Regions from separate parts of the Mus musculus genome. Here region 2 is linked to region 1. A link is a contact called in public HiChIP or PLAC-seq data. All regions are on one chromosome and are shown on one strand. Each heading gives the region's core, a stretch centred on a gene start, on an enhancer-like site or on the middle of the called end of the contact. The rest is flanking DNA. Distances are from core to core; before and after follow the strand shown.

Region 1 (4,928 bases), core at 1,649-4,148:
AAGCCAGAGGGGAGAGCAGGCCAACAGGTGGACATATGGAGCCCTCTGTGCTGGGGAGCTGTACAGTATATGTTTGTGAATATGTTCTGTATACGCAAATGTTCCCCAGGTATGTGCATGTGTCTTTATGTGAGCTCATGTTTGTGTGTACATGTCTATAGATGTGGGTGTATGCAATGTGTATGTACAGTGTACATATGCCTGAGTATATGTACATAAGTGAATGTATGTATATAGGCCTGAGTGTAAGTGCATGGATATGTACATTTGTATGCATGCCTGAGTTTGAGTACATGTATGTATGTATGCCTATACATGAGTGTCCCGTATGTGTACCTATGAGTACATATGTGTTTGTATATCTGAGTATATGTATATGTACCTGTACATGTGTGAATACCTGTGTGATGTGTGTACATGTGCATGCATATATATGTGGAGAGTTCTGAACAGGAGGCTCTCCACCAACTCTACTTTGACCCTTGAGTCATGGGTGGAAGCCAGAGACAAGAAAGGCCCACAACCTCCAGCTAGGAGGTGGCAGGAGGGAAGAGGGTGAAATGGGCTAGGAGGCTCTGATGAGGGAACAGGGGGAAGACTGAAATGGCCTGAGGCTTGAACCTGGGTCTGGGAGAAGTGGGTCCTCCAGCATGCCTGGGTTCTCCCTATGCCTTCCTCCTTATCCCTTACCCCTAATACGGGGCTGTCAGAGGGGAGGAAGAGCCAGCTGAGCCCATTTGTAGGAGGGTCTGTCACAGGTGCAGAAATGGCCCTGAAACTGTTCGCTGCTGGAGCATGTGAAGGGAGGGGCCTTAAGAACCTTATTAGGCCCCCTTGACCAGAACCTTGCTCCTGGGACTACTCCTCTCCTTTCCAGTTCCTGCAGGGAAGTGACCCCCAAGGGGGAAACGCAGAGGGAGGAGCCCTGGCAGCAGCAGTCACAGCAGCTGTGCTGACTCACTTCCTTTCTCTGCAATGTGGTCAAGCCAAAGCTGCAGGCCCAGGTTCAATTCCAGCTCTTCTATGGTCACAGGCTTTCTTCTTCTGCTGCTTCTCGGGACTCAATAAGACCACATAAAAAAGAGCTGAGACATCAGTGGAGGCACAGTGCAGCTGAGAGGGATCAGTGGAACTACTAACTGATCCAAAGCAATAGCCCCTAGCTGGATTTCCTCCAGAAAAAGGTTTTCGGAGGTCACCTATCCCCTCCTGTGGGATGGTAGCCGTGTTTGTGTAGATTCTTTGGCGTTCTTCATGTATTCTGGATACCTATCCGCTGTGTGTGGGTCACAAAACAGGAAGAGCCTTGAGCACCTGCCTAGCTGTACTTCAGAAGACAGGTTGGCAAAGGCAGGTGTGAGCAGAGGCAGTCAGCCTCTGAAGCTAAGGAGCAGAGGCAACTCAGGGAACAGCTGGACAGGCACAACCCCAGTCTGCCTGTAACCTCCCCAAAGCGTTGCAAGTGGATTACCAAATCTGTGAGGCAGGTAAGGCTGTGGACTGGAAAGCAGAGCCAACTATTGGAAGCAGACAGGTGTGCAACTAGGAAGCCCACAGTTTGAACTGCACCTCTGGGCCAGACTCCAGGCTCTGCCACCAACCAGCGAGGGAGCTTGGGCAGGTCACAGGGCCTGCGCAGTCTGTCTACCCGGTTTGTACAGCACAGCAGAGATTTGTACATTCAGTATGTAGTGCCTGTGGAGTCCGACGGTAAGTGTAACTGTGGAAGAAGGGTCTCACCGCCATTCAGAAGCAAAAAGAACCAGCACCAACTTTCAGCCTGGCAAAATCAAACCATTACCTTTCCCACTGTTGCTGACACTTCTCCATCACGTGGAGGGGTGGGGTTTCACTTGGGGGAAAACCAAGTTTGCATCGTCTGTTGAAGCTAAAGACCAAGGTCTAGAGCAGGGGGCTCCAGTCCAGTAGCAGAAGAGAGGGTTAACTATCCAGAATAGCCTGTGCCACACAGTGAGAGCAAAGACTGACCACAGGACCCTGCATTCCTATCAGAGAGGAAGGCGGGACACCATTTCTATAGCATCCTCAAACAAGCTACACAAAAGAATATGTCATTCAGGGAGACAAAATGTAAACGGTCACACCCAAAGAAAAACCAGGCAAGGATGAGCACAGGGAAAGAGGGTGATGACTGCTTGGGAGACGAGTACGGACAATGGTCCTTACCGAATGAGCTGCACTGGGTCCCCCAGGCTGTGCCCAGTCAGCCTTCGCCCCTCCCACGACCACCTTTTCTGACTGCTCTGTTCTGTTCTGCGCACAGCTGCCTGCTTTGGTCTGGATGCCTTGCACTGGGTGACCTTATTGAGAAAGGTTCTCTACCCGACCGAGACCTGGCGCAATCCAGCTCTGCAGGCCAGCCCCGCGCCCGCGATCGACCCGGCGAGGTCTCTATCCTGCTGGGGTAGTTCTAACACGCCCCGCTGCAGGACCGCGTACCGGACAGGACAGTCGTCCTCTGAGCTTAGGCATCCCGGCACGCGCCACCTCCTGGGGCCTGCGGGGTGCAGTGCCGGTCCCACCTAAGCGATCGTTGCGCAGGCAGAGATGAGCAATAGGACCAGGGCAAGTGCTTCCTCCGGACTCAGTTTACCCTTCCGTGCACGAAAGCTGTACTTCCAGCCTGTGCTCCTTAAAGAGTGCATCGACTCCTGGGACCACCCGGACCACCTCACCCACCCCCACCCCAGTCCAGAGTTTTAAGGCTGAGGTGGCCATCGCCCTTTGAAGGCAAGCGGTGGGGCCCGCCGCGCGCGCTCTCGCCGCGGGGCCGAGCGCCCCCTGCAGGCCATCGCGGGTCCCGCCCCGCCCCCGCCCCCGCCCCCGGCCCCGCCCCCCGGCTTCGGCCGGCGCATGCGCGCGGCACGGCGCTCCGCGGGGCGGCGAGAGCGAGGCCGGTCCGCAGCCGCGCGGAGCTCAGCGCCCCATTCATGCTGGGCAGCGGCGACGCAGCCACGCAGCGGAGCGGAGCCCGGGCGCGGCGGCCTCGGCCTGGGCGGCCTGCGCGGCGTGGGCGGCCCCGCAGAGGGGCGAGCGGCGGGGCGCAACGATGGCCAGCGGCGGGACGCGCCCGGGGTTGGCGGGTGAGTCGGGGCGCAACTTTCCCCGCGGGCGGCGGGAGGCTCGTCGCGGCCCGGGGTCCCGAGTGGCCGGGGGGCGCTGGCGGCGGCCAGGGGGGTGTGCGCGGGGACTGCGGCGCGCGTGTCCGCGGCTGGCGTGTCCTGCGGTTCCGGCCGGGCGCCCGCGTGTGTCCGGGCGCGGTCTCCGCTATGGGCTGCCGCGTCCCGGCGGGTCGCAGCACGTCCGGGGCCCTACGATCCGGGGGGGCGCAATGTCTGTGGCCGCAGTCGCGGTCCCTTCCTCCAGGCAGGAGAGAAAGTTTGCAGTGGCCCCGCGGGAAGGGCCCTGCGGGTGCCCATGTCGGCCCGTGTTGCGCCGGGTCGGACCGGGCCGCGGGTGGGGACGTGGGCCGCAGGCGAGCGCCGCGCTGGGCAGGCCCGGGCAGGGCCGCGGGATTCGGGGCAGGTCCCTGGCTGCGCCTCGGGCCGGCCTGAGGCAGTGGGGTGGAAGTTGCAAGGCTTCGTGGGGACCCCCGCCCCCTCCGGCTCCGGCGCGCGAGTGGGCGCCGCAGCCAGCCCAGGCCCGCAGGCCCTCCACCCGGCTGCAAGGGGCGGTGCGGTGCCACCGGAGAGGACGCCGGCTCGGGCCTCCTCGGCCTCCCCCTGCGCAGGGCCTCCACGGGTCATTCCTTCCCCGGAGGATTCCCCTCTTGCTTCCTGGACGGTCCCAGGCCTGGTGTACGGCGAGGACGGCGGCGGTGATGGGCTGACTCTGGCTGCTGTAGGGAAGGGCGAGTGTAGATTCCTGGGAGGCCCCCTCTGCCTGCAGAGATCCCAGGTGCTGCCCTGGAAGGATACAAGAGGGCTTCAGAGAGGCTACTAGGTGGCCGGAGCCCTCTCAGTCTCATCGGTGGGGTGCTGGGGCCACGCCCCTTGAAAGAAAGGGGTGTGTTGGGGGGGGATGGGAACGAACTGAGCCTCTGCCCCTCTGCCAGGCTCCTACCTCTGGCTCTGGCTCCTGGTGCTACCTACCTCTTCCAGCAGGTGCTGCGGGTCTTCAGTCCCATCAGGGTGGTGCTATCCTGTGCTTCTCCAGCCCTCCTAGAGCACCCCCAGTTTTCCAGCTCCATTGCTTGTTGGGGGTGAGCAGGAGGAGGTAGTGCTGCATTAGGCTGGCCAAGAGTCTGCTGGGTCGGGGAAGCACTCAGCCAGTGCCCTAGGCAGAGGTGCAAAACAGGGACTCTGCTTCAGGGCTAGGCTGTCAGGCAGAGGGGAGGTGGCAGCTTGGAGCCCACCGAAGGTGTCTAAAGGCACAGAGGACAGCATGGGTGGAGGCTTGGGGTGTGTGGTCAGTGTTGGCTGAGGAATGTGTTCTTGGGTTTGGAACCAGACAAGATGTGGTGGACAAAGCCACATCTCTTGGAGCACCTGGACCGGGAGTGTGGGACCCCAGGGGAGACTAGAAGCTTGCACCCTTTCTGGAGAGCACGACTCCAGGGCCTCCATGTAGAGAGTAGACCGTTGGAGACCAACTCCTATGACCTCCCACAGGGTGGGGCAGGGTGACAAGGCAGGGAGATCCTTCTCTTGCCGCTGATGGGGAACCACTAGGTGAGATGTCAGTAAGACCGGCCTGTCCACAACCATAAGGCTCCAGAGCAGCAGGGCACAGGGAGCAAGCTGTCCTCCTGTGAGGGTTTTGAGGGCTTTGTTTCTGAGCAAGAACCATAGTGTTACTCAGAGTTGGGAGAGAGCAGAGTACCAGCTCTCTGCAGTCCACTGGAGGCCTGCTCCAGCGTGGCCCCTGGCAGAGTCCCCGCCGCATCTGCAAGCCCAGCTTCTCTCTCC
Region 2 (4,681 bases), core at 302-2,801, 46 kb before region 1:
TATTGTATCTATATGTCCAAATGCCACATGACACCTAATGTTCTCCTCTTGGGAGTGTGGGTGCATGATACAGAGAGGCAGGGAAAAGCCACCCTCCAGGTGGAGACTGGTACTGACTTCAGGGAACCTTAGGGTTTTTTGACAGGGCCAAATGAGACTGTAGGCATTATCTAAAATGTTCACTTTGAAACAGTGTGTATTTGTGGGTAGCCTGTATAATTGAAATTAGGAAGATTATTACTAAAGGGAATTGAGGGATGGGGAAAATAGAGATTAGGGCTGCTGTCTTCTTACCAAGCAGCAACAGCAGTGACAAAGGTTAGCCTGTTCTCCCTTGGACCTAGACCCTGTCTGTGGGTTTTATCAGGAAAAAAAAAAAAGATACCCACTCTTGACCCCTGAGACACAGACAAGCTGATTGGAGTGCAGGTGTTATAGACTACAAGGAGACTTCCCAATGCTCTGAGGACCTCAAGCCCCAAGGCCAGCTTCTAAAAATGCTGGGCTAGGGACAAGTGGGGCGAATGATGTAGGAATTGCCAGCAGTTTTGTGTTCCCTGCTCTGTCCTGTTAGCCTTAGTGATGAGTGCTAACCAAGTCCTAAGCCCTGCAGGCCTGGGTGAAGACATGAAAGCCCCACAGGGAAGGACTTCATGCCTAACAGGAAAGGCAGGTATAGTCTGTGTCCTGGAAAGAAGCTGGCAGCAGGCCCACTGGCACTCATCAGAGAAGCAAACCTTATCTGAGAAACAGCAAGGCCAGAGACATGAACTGAAGCTATGAAAACTCAGGTGAGGTCTAGGAAAGAACTTCCTGACTTGCCATGAGCCTTTATAATGTCCAGCCTTTATCTTCTATCAGAATGTTTAAGGAGAAATAGTATGGTGTGTACTCAAGAGTGTGGCCCATGTTGTCCTCTGTCTCTTCTCCCCTGGTGAGCCATCAGTATCTATCTTCTAGGAAGAGCTGCCAAGTATTTTACTTTGGTGATACCTGGGACTCATCTATGGCCTGTGTTCTGGCACCTGGGCCTACCATTGGCAGAAGGAAACTAGGGATCCTGTGTGTTTATCTGGAAGCTTCCTCTCCTTACTGTTCTCATCATTCTTTCTCCTAAACATGAGACTGGGTGGTGTGATCTCTGGGTGGTAACATGAGCTGATCAGAGTGGGGCATCTGAGTCCCTAGAGTTCACCAGGCAGCCCCAGAAAGATGGGCAGTCAGCTCTGTGCTTAGGCGACAGAGTGAGTGGAACCTACCAAAGGTTCTGGTGAGGTATCAGGAAGGCAGACCTGAGGTGGCAGAGGCATTCACTGCACAAAGCCAGACGTTGAGGCTGGTTCTGGGCACAAGGCTAGCAGCGCACAAGAGCCATTTGGAACTTTTTCTGCAGGCTGCGGCAAGTCATAAAAAAAATCTTTTAAGTGGGGAATTGATAGGATTGGGTTTGTGCTTTAGAAAGATAACTGGCAGCCTTGGGGAGGACGAAGTGACAGTGTCGAGAGCAGAGCAGGACTCAGCACTGCCAGCTGGAATGACTCACCCATCCTGCAGCCACAGGCTTCAGTGTTCCAGGGGCAGAGAATGACAAGACCCTAGCCACCCTCTCCCAGTCAGCAAAGCAGACAGTCTGCAGTGAATGAGACAGATACAAAGTTTATGAAAGAATATACATATACATATACATATACATATACATATACATATACATATACATATACATATACATATATATTAGAAAGAGAAGAATATGGGGAAGGGAGGATATGCTACTGAGTGATACAAAGTGCCATGGAGGAAACGGAGCAGGACAGTGTGGAAGATGATGACCAGGGCTGCACAGTTGAGAGTCACAATGGGCTTTGTGCAGCACTGATGCAGGAGGAAGGTGGGTGGGTGCTGTGGAGCTCTGGAGAAGAGGGACACCTGACCAGCCCCTGTTTGTGCACTTACCTCCTGTGTTGCAGGCTATGAGAAGAGGAGCAGGTCTGAGGACCATGGGGTGACATGTTCTTTACAGTCTGTGTGTTCCAATGGCCCGGGGCTCATACTTGTCCAGCCAACACCCACTGGGTGGGTTTGGAAGCACTGGCCATAGGCTTATGGGAAGGGCTGCCTCAGCCCCAGGCTTTCTTTATGTTTAGAGATCCATGACTTAAAACTGAGCTTAGAAACAGCAGTTTAGTAATCCCTCCCCTTACAAAGACAGAACTGGCATTTCATTCCCAGCTCTATTAATGGGCTCACTTTGGGAATAAAGCCAGTCTCCCTGAAGGCAGGGCTGGCGCATCTCTTTGTGCCACTTTTGTTTTCTTCTGAGTGTTACATTTAGATTAGCTTCTGGGGATTAAATGGTATTACAGTCCAATCTTTTTTTTTCTCCTTTTTTAATCAGTAGAGAGGTGACTGCTTAGCAGTGTTGCTGTTAGATTATTTTCCTGGGTTGTGTCACCTCCCCATTCCTAATCTTTGGGGGAAACTTGGCTGAGGCTGCATCTGCTCCTGACTTGGGAGGAGCCAAGCCATGCAGTGCAGCCCTGTGGTGCGCACATGCTACTTCCCTAGGGTGTGTGGCCTGGCAAGTGGGAAACAAAGTGTCAGTGCTGGGTGCTGTCAGTGAGGGCTGCTTACCTAGTGCTGGCTGCTGGGCTCTCACCTGCCAGATTCCCAGAGGCCTGCCGGGCTGGAGGCAGGACAGCCTTGTCTCTGGCCCTGACATCTAGTTCTCAAGAGAACAGGGTGGATGTCACAGAAAGACGGCTCAAAACAGCTGGAGATTCAGACAAGTGTCCTAGGTGTAGGTGTAGTCTCTAAACCATAGCAAAAAATCATATTTCTAGCCGTGTGAGGGTTTCACCTTCTGAGAGCTGACATTGTCTGGCTCCCTTAGACAAGCCTATTGTAAGCACGGGTGTAGGTCATTTTTGGAGCACCCACCTGTAAAGGTTGAGTCATCAGTGACCATACTTATACCTTCCATCTCCTGTCTGCTTGGCCTGGAAGTTAGCAGAGAGTGTCCATAATGACAGCTTAGATGAGCCTCACAAGCTTCCTCTTTCCCTGTCTGTGGCCCTAACAGTTAGGTGACAGAATCTTTCATATTCCCCTGCCTTGGTTTTTCCTCAGCCCTCACAGAAGAGGTGTATGTCTCACTGGAGTCCTCTCCTCTCACTGCTGCTGTGTTGTAGGCACCATCTCCCTCATCCACAGACTGTGCTCTGTCAACAGTGCCACACCCACCTGATCCTCCTTGGAAAACTGATGCCTGCTGAATCAACTGACTCCTCAACTGACTCCACTGGCCATTGGCATAAGCTTCCTGCATGTTCAATTCCACATAAGCTCAGCTTGGGCCGTAGGATCAGGACCCAGTGTCTATTCTATGAGTGGCACTCTAGGTGGACTCAATCCAGCCTGGGGACTGATGTATGTAATTTTATATCTTGTTGCTCCTCATACTCCACCTTCTAGTAACTTGTTGGCCACTGTTCTTCATACTTCAAGTAAGTCACTGATGAGCCTGGGAGTTGTCCAAGCCTAAAAACATCCATTAAGACTTCTACCATGTGCCTTTGTTCAGACAGCCCTTGGCCAAGTCCCTGGCCATCACCTTGTGTTTATCATTCCATAGCTGCAGGCTGGATGGTGAAGGAGAGAACCTTCCAGGAATGTAGAGACTGGAGCTGTCCGGCCATTAGTGCCCACTGCCATAGCCAGGATTCCTGGAGAAGAAAAGATGAAATGGGGGATGTATGTTCAACGGACTCGTGCATTACTGATGGAGGAAAGGAGAGATGGGGAAGGGGGCCTTATGTTCAACAGACCCATGCATTCCTGCTGCTGCCTCACCAAACCAGTCTCTTGAAGCCAATCCAGCATCTACTGGGGTGACTTGACCCCTCTAGAGTGTGCTGTGCCTGTTCTCTGCTGGATGTACCAGTAGTGGCATGCTCTTCAGACTGCACAAACTGTGTTCTTGACCACAGTTCGGTGGATGGAGGGGGTGTAGACATGGGAAGAAGATGGTCCTCTGATCATCCTCCTGCCCACAAAGACCTTTCTGTGCTTTCTCCTAGCATTTGTTCTGTTTTCTAGGAAGGAGCCAGCTCCATGCAGTAGCCCATGGGCTTTGAAGCAGAGAACCAAATCCTGTCAGTGTCTCCCATAGTGGCCCCTCTCAGTCCCAGTTATATTGTCTCTAACACTTGATCTCTGTCTTAGGTAGGGTTTCCATTGCTATGAAGAGACATCATGACCAAGGCAACTCTTATAAAGGACAACATTTAATTGGGGCTGGCTTACAGGTTCAGAGGTTCAGTCCATTATTATCAAGGCAGGAAGCATCTTAGTGTGTCCAGGCAGGCATGACACTGGAGAAGGAGCTGAGAGTTCTCCATCTTGTTCTGAAGGGAACCAGGAGAAGTGTAGCATCTGGGCAGCTGGAAGGGTTTCAAATCCCACCTGCAGTGACACACTTTCTCCAACAAGGCCACACATCTAATAGTGCCACTCTCTGGACCAAGCATTCAAACCACCATACCCTCAGTAGCTCCCAAGGGCTGCAGAGAGGGCTGAGTCCATCCTACGTTCCTCCTAAGATTTGTGATGAGTCTTCATCTCCTTCAGAAGGCAGATAGGAAGTTGTTTCTGTCTCCATTCCATTCTCTCTCAAGCCCACTGA

The links. HiChIP or PLAC-seq counts read pairs in DNA pulled down with a chosen protein or histone mark.
Region 2: a contact with region 1 is called in an H3K4me3 HiChIP or PLAC-seq map of bone marrow-derived macrophages, with 4 times the contacts expected there. The contact joins the enhancer-like site here to the promoter of Plxna1 in region 1. A contact is called at or near these places in 1 of 39 promoter capture datasets (the 3T3-L1 cell line), 13 of 484 Hi-C or Micro-C datasets (the C2C12 cell line, the HL-1 cell line, bone marrow-derived macrophages and 8 more), 9 of 115 datasets of contacts at active chromatin or transcription factors (bone marrow-derived dendritic cells, bone marrow-derived macrophages, cardiomyocytes and 3 more) and 3 of 9 other capture datasets (adipose tissue, bone marrow-derived macrophages and liver).

The regions. Positions count from the first base shown.
Region 1 is chr6:89,360,583-89,365,510 of GRCm38.p6, reverse strand. It overlaps Plxna1 (plexin A1), which reads left to right and starts at 2,898. Exons shown (of 32, transcript NM_008881.2): 1 at 2,898-3,104. Gm40415 reads right to left here and starts at 4,156. Exons shown (of 2, transcript XM_017321867.2): 1 at 4,113-4,156; 2 at 2,920-3,926. The coding sequence starts at 3,767. The coding sequence ends at 3,333.
Region 2 is chr6:89,405,256-89,409,936 of GRCm38.p6, reverse strand. All of the region lies in intron 6 of Chchd6 (coiled-coil-helix-coiled-coil-helix domain containing 6), which reads left to right. It overlaps Gm52910 (a long non-coding RNA gene), which reads left to right. Exons shown (of 2, transcript XR_003956464.1): 1 at 1-1,986; 2 at 3,127-4,681. Among named protein-coding and RNA genes, the nearest start is that of Gm52910, 4.1 kb to the left of the region's middle. Within about 2 kb of position 1,551, at least 22 of the 459 cell types and tissues checked have an H3K27ac peak or open chromatin away from gene starts, as enhancers often do. A contact at or near this core is called in the HL-1 cell line, bone marrow-derived macrophages and pancreatic cancer cells, where this site is marked.